Regions from separate parts of the Mus musculus genome. Here region 1 is linked to region 2. A link is a contact called in public HiChIP or PLAC-seq data. All regions are on one chromosome and are shown on one strand. The core of a region is the stretch at or near the end of the contact, and the rest is flanking DNA. Distances in the headings are between cores, read along the strand shown.

Region 1 (4,645 bases), core at 1,761-4,260, 290 kb after region 2:
TCAGATGACTGGCCTGCACATCTGAAACATGAGACTCTCGCCCTAAACCATGCAATTGAGTTAAGCTCAGAATCCAAGGCCTCCCTGTAAGCCTGGCCTCTGGGTGAGCCACATTCTTGATCACAAAATTATTTCCTTTGAGAAGAGCAAGAGTACAGAGAGGTTTTCATGGCCAATTTAGTCTGTATGTTGGTGCCAGCCAGACATTTGGCAACAGTTACTGCCAGCTTTGGTGAGATGTCCACCGACATTTTCCAAGGTCTTCAAAGCTGTCTGGAGTCAGTGCTGACATTGAAGGAACACTGCATTGGAATTCCTAGACAATCGTCCTGCATTTCTAGTTTTTTAAAGTGAAGAAGTATGATGGGTGCTCGAGATCAGCAGGCTGATCCTCTGCCCTTAGTTCCAAGGCTTTGAGGGACCTTGGGGTGCGGCTACAACTTTTTTTTATCACCTTTGGGGTTTTTTTTTGGAGGTCGGGGTGCTGGTGGTGTTGTAGGTTCTCACGTAGCCCAGGCTGACCTTGCAGTAGCTATGCAGCCAAGGATGAGATTAGACTTCCGATCCTCCTTCCCTCTTCTTCCCTAATACGTGGAATAAATCTTGAGCCACCATACCTTGTTTCCATGGTACTGAGGATCAAACCCAGGGCTTCATCTATGCTAAACAAGAGGTCTGCCTACTGAACTACACAGTCAACCTCCTTTGTCTCCTTGCTTGAACTCAGAATGCTGACGAGTAAGCCCCCCCACCAGTATTTTTTTTCTTTTTAAAGATTTATTTTTATTATGCGCAAATGTCTGAATGATACACAGGTGTGTATCAGATCCCTTGGAGCTGGAGTTATAGGAAGTTATGAGCTGACTGACATGGGTTCTTTGATCTAAGCTTGAATTCTCTGGGAAAAGAGTAGGAAACACACGTTCTCTTAATCACTGGACCAGCTTTCTAGTCCCCAAAGTATATTTTCCAATCATGAAATGTCCGTGTCCCACTAGGCTCTATCTCTGAAGACAGCAACTCTGTGACATTCGTCTTTGCCTTGTGATATTTGTATACCATGTTGTGGTCTTAGCTGGGACTAGGCAGTCTTTGGATACCTGTTGAGTAGAGTTGGGTTTTTAGGGATTCAAAGGACACTGGTGTGCGCTTCTCCTAGAAATCATTGTCACCTTGTAATATCTCTTCACTTGGAGACTTGACAGTGTATTTGGCTATAAAAGACAATGTAGGTCAGTCTCTCCTGCGGTTTTTAGGATGTAGCTGAAAGATAGGCAGTATTTGTGGAGATCCTACACTAAAGGTACAATCTATTCTGCCTCCAGTTGACTCTGATGTCATCAATTTATTTCTAACAGAAAAAGAATATTGAAGATTCCTTTTAACCAGGCCAGTGGTTCTCAACTAATGCTGTGACTCTTTAATACAGTTTCACATGTTTTGGTGACCCCAACCATAAAATTGTCTCGCTGCTGCTTCAAAGATAATCTTGCTACTGTTGTGAATCATAATGTAAATATCAGGTTGAGGAACACTGAACTAGACTCTAAAGATTTGAGGTTCCTATGTTGTTTTGTAACTTTAAAGGTGAGGACTGAGAAAGCACATTGTGTGAACCCAGTTACTGCGCTCATGTATTGACCCTGTCAGAAGTCAGTGACTGTGGGCTGAGGGTTCCAACTGTAAGATTAACGTACTAGGAATCTGAGTAACAAGTCCCCACTATACCCACTGCATAGAGTATGCTTGCAATGAAGACTGAGCAAGAAAATGAGCTAACTGTCATAACAGGAGTCATGAGTTTTGTGTAAAGCAAACCACTTTTATTCTGTGATTTTTAACAGCGTCTTTGTAGTTTTTGAAATAGTACACTCATTCTTTATCTCAAAACTTTCTCTTAGTAACTTAGTAAACAAGGTAGTGTTTACTATCGGTTTCAGTATCCAATTTCCATGTGTATATGCAGTTATACTTAGTTCTTCTATAGGACCCTAACCACCTTACCCTTGCCTTGATGGCTCCTGTCTACATTCTTAAAGATCTCATAGGTGGGTGTGGTGGTGCACACCTTTGATCCCAGCATTGAGGAGACAGGTGGGTCTCTGTGAGTTCAAGGTTAGCCTGGTCCACATAGTGAGAAAATCAAAACCAAACAACAACAGAAGCTCTTACAGAGCCTTTTGACAGTCTGGGCTTTGGGTTAAATATGGATAAAACTCTGATTACGACTTTGAGGTTACAAAAACACATAAAACATTTTAAAAATGGACTTACAGGGAAACCAAATAAAAGTCAGACTAAGACTGTGGTAGAATTCTAAGTGTGAACAGCTAAACTGTAGACTCCTGTAGTACCAGGCAAGTAGAAGAAGAAAAATCCCCAGGGGGAGTGGGGGAAAAAACCCTGCTCTAAGGTTCCAGGCTTAAGAGAGAATTTTACATAGGGCAAAGACCCCTGAGGAGGAGAGAGAAGAAGAGAGTGCTGTTGATGTTGCATTGTAAGCCCTTTGGGGGTAGGAAGTTTTTAATTTAGGTGACTGACTCCAGGGTTTCTCCCCAGCTTTTTCTGTGGCTGTGGCTGCCCAGATGGGTTATGTAATTAGCCTTTCTGGGGATGCCCTTTGGCTGAAGACCTAATTGAGTCTCTGGACTTACAAGCAGGGTTAGAGTTGGTGCAGCTTTCTGCCCTGCAGGTAGAAGCCCTTTGATGGACCTGCCTCTTTGAAAGGTACCTATAGCAACTGGCAGTGACATTATTTGGGCAAAGCAGGGTTTAGTAATTGAGGAGTCAGTCCTTTTTAGTATATGACAATCTCTAAAATAGAGAAGACACCAAAAGCCACCCGTACGGTTTAAATGAGCCTGTATTGTGCATTATAAATATGCACCGGATGGATGCCAAGTAGAAAACACCGGAACACTCTCTCAGGATGCTGTTAGGGCCAAGCGGAATCTCATTAGGGACAGCTTCAAAGATCAGTTCCTCGTGTCCATAAAAACAAGTGTAAATTATCTGGTGCGCGCCTGCTGTTAGTGGCTGTGGTGTTGCATTATGCATGATTCGAGATTGCACAGAGGAGGTGGGGCTGCTTGGAGTTCCACAATAGATGCGGGATTTCTCCACTTTTTTTTTTTATTGCTGAGTCTACATTTTGGAAATTTATTGGTGCGTTTCAGCTAATGGATGATGCCATATATAACTGGTACCTACATCTTTGATGAATTGGAGTCAGTTCAGAGAGGCGTGATGAGGTCGGAAATGTTTGTAGGAACCACCAGTCTATCCAGGTTTCTGTGTCTTGTTTACTCCCACGCGGAACTGGGAGAGGGCACAGGAAGGTGGTCCTTGTATGTAGAATCCAGTGACTTTGTTCCAATCACATGTTCTTCCTGTTTCTCCTTCTCTGTCTCTCTGTCGGCCCTTTTAAAAGTGTGGGTGTTCAGGATTTAAGAAAATGTAGTTAAGCTCGACATAAAAGGTATAATAAACAGTTTTGAAATGGATTGTGAGGTCTAGAAATATAAAGTCAACCTTTCTCGCTTGAGGAGTTCACTAGAATGTAGTGTTGGGGAACGCGGATTGTAGAAGTTTGAATCTGGTCTGTCAGAGGAAGAATGCAGTAGAGTTCTAAGCATGGGCAGCTAAACTGTAGTACCAGAGCCTCAGAAAAAGAAGAAAAATCCCCAGAAAAATAAAAAAATAAAAAAAAATAAATGTCTAAATGCTTCCCAGAAAATGGAGTAACTTATGGCCACATGATTGTTTGTTTGTTTGTTTGTTTGTTTTGGTTTTGTTTTTAAACTCAGTTATTATTTATGTATTGATCTGTTGTGCGTGACTTGGTGAAGTTAACTTTTCAGTTTTCTTACTTGTAAGGGGGGGGGGGCAATTGTTACATTTCTCCAGAGACAAGGGGCATGTTAAAGGAGCTGATTTATATATCATACTTACATTTCCTGAGCTGTAATAAGTCTTAGGGATGTGTTTATTCGTTTGGATGTTATCACGGCTAGCTTGTTTGGAGGTGGCAGGCTCTCCGGTGTGGTCAGGGCTGTGTAGGTGTGCAGCACCTTGAGCCTGCCTTTGCAAGCCTGTGTGGTTGGAGTGTGTGTGTGTACTCCTTCACACAGAGGGCGAACAACTTCAGGGAGCACAGACCCTGGGGACAAGCAGAGGAAACCACAGACATATAAAACATTTTTTTGTGGTCCATGTGATATGGAGAGAGAACTATGAGATTCTGGGGAATGGTAAAGAAATATGGAAAAAAAAACTGCTTTCCTTTCTGTTGGTTGGTGTCTGTACCCACAGCAGAAACAAAACAAAACAAAACAAAACAAAAGCAACCCCCACCCCACCCCACCCCCGCAAAGCCCTACATGATAGAAAGAGCAAGAGAGCACTTTACTTGGTGTCACGTGACTTAACCCAACAATCATTCTAGCACCTGCTACTTTGGGTTTTGAATTCACAGCTTGGCAAAAGTCTCCATTGACAGTGCTAGGTATGAACAGTTCCCTTTCTAGGGTGGAAGTTCTTTGAGAATAGGATAAAGGTTGGCTCATTTTTGAATCCTGCTGTGCTCCTGAACCCACCATTATGAAGTGCATCTCCCAGCCCTCACTGAAGGTTTAAGTAGCTCTTT
Region 2 (4,783 bases), core at 2,222-4,721:
GTGGATCAAGGAACTTCACATAAAACCAGAGACACTGAAACTTATAGAGGAGAAAGTGGGGAAAAGCCTTGAAGATATGGGTACAGGGGAAAAATTCCTGAACAGAACAGCAATGGCTTGCTCTGTAAGATCGAGAATTGACAAATGGGACCTAATGAAACTCCAAAGTTTCTGCAAGGCAAAAGACACCGTCAATAAGACAAAAAGACCACCAACAGATTGGGAAAGGATCTTTACCTATCCTAAATCAGATAGGGGACTAATATCCAACATATATAAAGAACTCAAGAAGGTGGACTTCAGAAAATCAAATAACCCCATTAAAAAATGGGGCTCAGAACTGAACAAAGAATTCTCACCTGAGGAATACCGAATGGCAGAGAAGCACCTGAAAAAATGCTCAACATCCTTAATCATCAGGGAAATGCAAATCAAAACAACCCTGAGATTCCACCTCACACCAGTCAGAATGGCTAAGATCAAAAATTCAGGTGACAGCAGATGCTGGCGTGGATGTGGAGAAAGAGGAACACTCCTCCATTGTTGGTGGGATTGCAGGCTTGTACAACCACTATGGAAATCAGTCTGGCGGTTCCTCAGAAAACTGGATATAGTACTACCGGAGGATCCAGCAATACCTCTCCTGGGCATATATCCAGAAGATGCCCCAACTGGTAAGAAGGACACATGCTCCACTATGTTCATAGCAGCCTTATTTATAATAGCCAGAAGCTGGAAGGAACCCAGATGCCCCTCAACAGAGGAATGGATACAGAAAATGTGGTACATCTACACAATGGAGTACTACTCAGCTATTAAAAAGAATGAATTTATGAAATTCCTAGCCAAATGGATGGACCTGGAGGGCATCATCCTGAGTGAGGTAACACATTCACAAAGGAACTCACACAATATGTACTCACTGATAAGTGGATATTAGCCCAAAACCTAAGATACCCAAGATATAAGATACAATTTCCTAAACACATGAAACTCAAGAAAAATGAAGACTGAAGTGTGAACACTATGCCCCTCCTTAGAAGTGGGAACAAAACACCCTTGGAAGGAGTTACAGAGACAAAGTTTGGAGCTGAGATAAAAGGATGGACCATGTAGACACTAGCATATCCGGGGATCCATCCCATAATCAGCTTCCAAATGCTGACACCATTGCATACACTAGCAAGATTATGCTGAAAGGACCCTGATATAGCTGTCTCTTGTCAGAGTATGCCTGGGCCTAGCAAACATAGAAGTGGATGCTCACAGTCGGCTATTGGATGGATCACATGGCCCCCAATGAAGGAGCTAGAGAAAGTACCAAAGAAGCTAAAGGGATCTGCAACCCTATAGGTGGAACAACATTATGAACTAACCAGTACCCCGGAGCTCTTGACTCTAGCTGCATATGCATCAAAAGATGGCCTAGTCGGCCATCACTGGAAAGAGAGGCCCATTGGATTTGCAAACTTTATATGCCCCAGTACAGGGGAACGCCAGGGCCATAAAAGGGGAGTGGGTGGGTAGGGGAGAGGGGGTGGGTGGCTATGGGGGACTTTTGGTATAGCATTGCAAATGTAAATGAGCGAAATACCTAATAAAAAATGGAAAAAAAAAAAAAAGAATAGGTGTGGCCTTGTTGGAGGAAGTGTGACCCCGGGGGGGTGGGCTTTGAGACCCTTCTCCTAGCTGCCTGGAAGTCAGTCTCCTCCCGGTTCCCTTCAGAACCAGATGTAGAACTATAATTCCTCCAGCACCATGCCTGCCTGGATGCTGTCATGCTTCTGGCCATGATGACAAAGGATTGAATCTCAGAACCAGTAAACTAGCCTCAATTAAATGTCCTTTATAAAAGTTGCCTTGGTCATGGTGTCTCTTTACAGCAATGGAAACCCTAACTAGGACATAGACAGATAGACAGACAGACAGACAGACAGACAGACAGATGATAGAGATATATCTTGCCTTCATCCGTCTTTCTTAACCACCACACGGTGTGTACTGCCTGTCTCAGTATTCTCCCTTTGTACAAGGGAGCCAAGTAACTACAGAATGACTGACGTCTCTGAAACCAGAGTTCCAAATAAATCCCTCCTCCTTTTCAGACATTCTTCCTGAGTATTTTGTCACAGCAAGAAAACACATTTTTAAAAAATGCTGTGTAGACAACAAAATTACCGCTGACAGGATTGGAAAGACTGGGACACGTTAATATTTACATGCAGAGTGGCCAATAAAATATTTGTGAAGTGAGCACCAAGTTACCATATCTAGCTGAAGACACCAAGAGCTATGTGCTTCCTCTAGAAGTACTTCTTTAGACTAGGGTTGGGACAGGATGGCCTCGGGATACTCACCTGTCCTTTCAGTGTCTCAAACACAGACTGGCCAGCAATCTCTGGCTCCACAGAAAACTTTCAAGCTCTAGAAGACCTGGGTCCAGATGTGTTGAGGTGTCTTCATGAAACTTATCAGAGTTTACTTTTGTAACAGATTCAAGCGATCACCCTCACCACCGCCTGTGACACCCTTGCTGTCATCGACAGGGTTGTCAGCTTGTGAGACTGATAAAATTAGCAAGATGATTACTATCGACTTATTGAACTCTATGCTAGTTACATAGGTACATTGATTTAGTTTATCCCCCCTCCCCCAAATCATCGTCAGCAGTACCACCACCATAATCAGCAGCAGCAGCAGCCCCAACAACATCTCCATTTTGCAGATTTGCAACCTGGGTGGCATGAACAAAAAATACACCCATAGGGAGTAGTACTATTAGAAAGTATGTCCTGGTTGGAGTAGGTATTGCCTTTTGGGGAAAGTGTGTCATTGGCTGTGGGCTTTGAGGTTTCAAGTGATCAAGCCAAGGCCAATGGCTCTCTTTCCCTGCTGCCTGTGCATCCAGATGTAGAACTCTCCACTATGTCTCTAACACTGTCTGCTTGCATGCGGCCATGCCTCCCATCATGATGATAACTTATTAAACCTCTGACCTGTAAACCAACCTCCAATGAATGTTTTCCTGTATGAGAGTCATGGTCATGGTGTCTCCTCACAGCAATAGAATACTAAGACAGAACCCAAGTCTCCTGGCAAAGATGGGGCGAAATGAATTCTGATGCTTAAAGCAGAGGTGCTAAATTCCTATGCTAACCACCCATAGCTCATCTGTTTATCCAGAGTGTTTGCTTATTGAGCATCTGGGAAGTGCTCAGCACCTGCAAGTGGGGTAAAGGAGAAGGTGAATTAAAATGCATACACACTGCTCTTTTGATTAAACTCCAGAGAGACTTTTGCTGCCACTCTCCAAGGTTCCAGTATCTCTGTCTGTTCCGTGAACTTGAGCAAAGGGAGGTAAAACCTCTGTTTTCTCCATTTCTGGACTTTCCGGCTTGGGACAGCAACACATTTGGTTTAGATTAAGCCCATTGACTGGAGCATTGTTCTTCAGCCCCAGTACACATGACCTCATCAAGCATTGGCTTATCTGGCCCAACTGCTCTCTATAGCAATAGAGCACCCCAGAGGAGGGCAGGTCTGGGGAGAAGGTCAGTCAGGTTTAGCAGTCACATGCACACAGCAGGATAGTGTGTCCTTTTATGAGTAAAAGGATGGATCTGTAAAACCCAGTCAGGAGCACTTATGTGCGTTCATATAAGCTGGGTTGGGGTTTTTTGGTTTTTTTGGGTTTTTTTTTTGTTTTTGTTTTGTTTTGTTTTTTTTTTTTTTTTTGGCCTGAATCTAAATTATAGAGATTTTAATAGCTCCAGTAATTAGCCAAGCATGCAGGCAACCCCACTATGTTGTTATTGTGTAATGTCACTCTCCCTAGGGCCCACCTTCTCTGCTTGTCAGGCTCCCCACATGAGCCTGAGTCCCCTTTATTTTCTACCATAGGGGGGCAAAGTTTTCTTATCAAAGGGCTCACTGTTCACATTGTGTGACTCCCCTCAATCAGGAAGCAGACTTCTTTTCTCAGGGGTTTCATGCTTGTGTTGCCCACTGCATAAGAAAGACAGAGAAGGGCCTGAGTTCATTTACAACCTCAGGCTGTCTGCTGTATGTGCTGAGAACACCGTGGACTCTGCGTCATGCCTGGCACAAGGTGAACATCTAAGTCATCCATGATTCATGGTGTTTAACAAACGCTTGATGGTTCAGTTACTGACCCGAAAGAGAGCAGAACAAAGTGCCCAGAATCCCTGTTAAATGCTGACTTTGGTTTTGCAGAATGCTGGCTCTCTAGCTCCCTGCATACCTCCCATTTTTCTTCTTCTCTCATAGTCTATAACTATATTATAAAAGTAATATTTTATGCCATCATTATAGAAAATCCTGCTACAGGAGATGAGAGCTATCCCCTGAGATACTTTGGATAGCTTGGATTTTTCTTACTGTTCTTTTCCTAAGAGTGAACACACACAAACACACACATATACAAAACACCACACCACACCCACACATACCACATCCACATATCCACACACCATATCCACACAACACCACACTACACTACACACTGACACACACCACATTACACAAACACTGTATCATACTATGCTGTACACAAAGAATATCACATCATACTACACACAAAAAACCACCACACCACACCACACCACACACACACATACACACACATGCCACAAACACATGCATACCATACCACGTACACATACACTGCCACACTACATATACAGAAATACACCACACACATACACACATACCACATACACATGCACACCGTACCACACACACATACACAGCACATATGCATGCA

What was found. HiChIP or PLAC-seq counts read pairs in DNA pulled down with a chosen protein or histone mark.
Region 1: a contact with region 2 is called in an H3K4me3 HiChIP or PLAC-seq map of embryonic basal ganglia, with 3 times the contacts expected there. The contact joins two enhancer-like sites. A contact is called at or near these places in 2 of 484 Hi-C or Micro-C datasets (embryonic stem cells and nephron progenitors) and 6 of 115 datasets of contacts at active chromatin or transcription factors (T-cell acute lymphoblastic leukemia, craniofacial prominence, embryonic basal ganglia and 3 more).

The regions. Positions count from the first base shown.
Region 1 is chr2:106,713,226-106,717,870 of GRCm38.p6, forward strand. The region is part of intron 2 of Mpped2 (metallophosphoesterase domain containing 2); the gene reads left to right. Among named protein-coding and RNA genes, the nearest start is that of Mpped2, 22 kb to the left of the region's middle. Within about 2 kb of position 3,011, at least 22 of the 459 cell types and tissues checked have an H3K27ac peak or open chromatin away from gene starts, as enhancers often do. A contact at or near this core is called in embryonic basal ganglia, where this site is marked.
Region 2 is chr2:106,421,685-106,426,467 of GRCm38.p6, forward strand. The region is part of intron 1 of Gm46755 (a long non-coding RNA gene); the gene reads right to left. The region is part of intron 2 of Gm36036 (a long non-coding RNA gene); the gene reads left to right. Among named protein-coding and RNA genes, the nearest start is that of Gm46755, 5.2 kb to the right of the region's middle. Within about 2 kb of position 3,472, at least 14 of the 459 cell types and tissues checked have an H3K27ac peak or open chromatin away from gene starts, as enhancers often do. A contact at or near this core is called in embryonic basal ganglia, where this site is marked.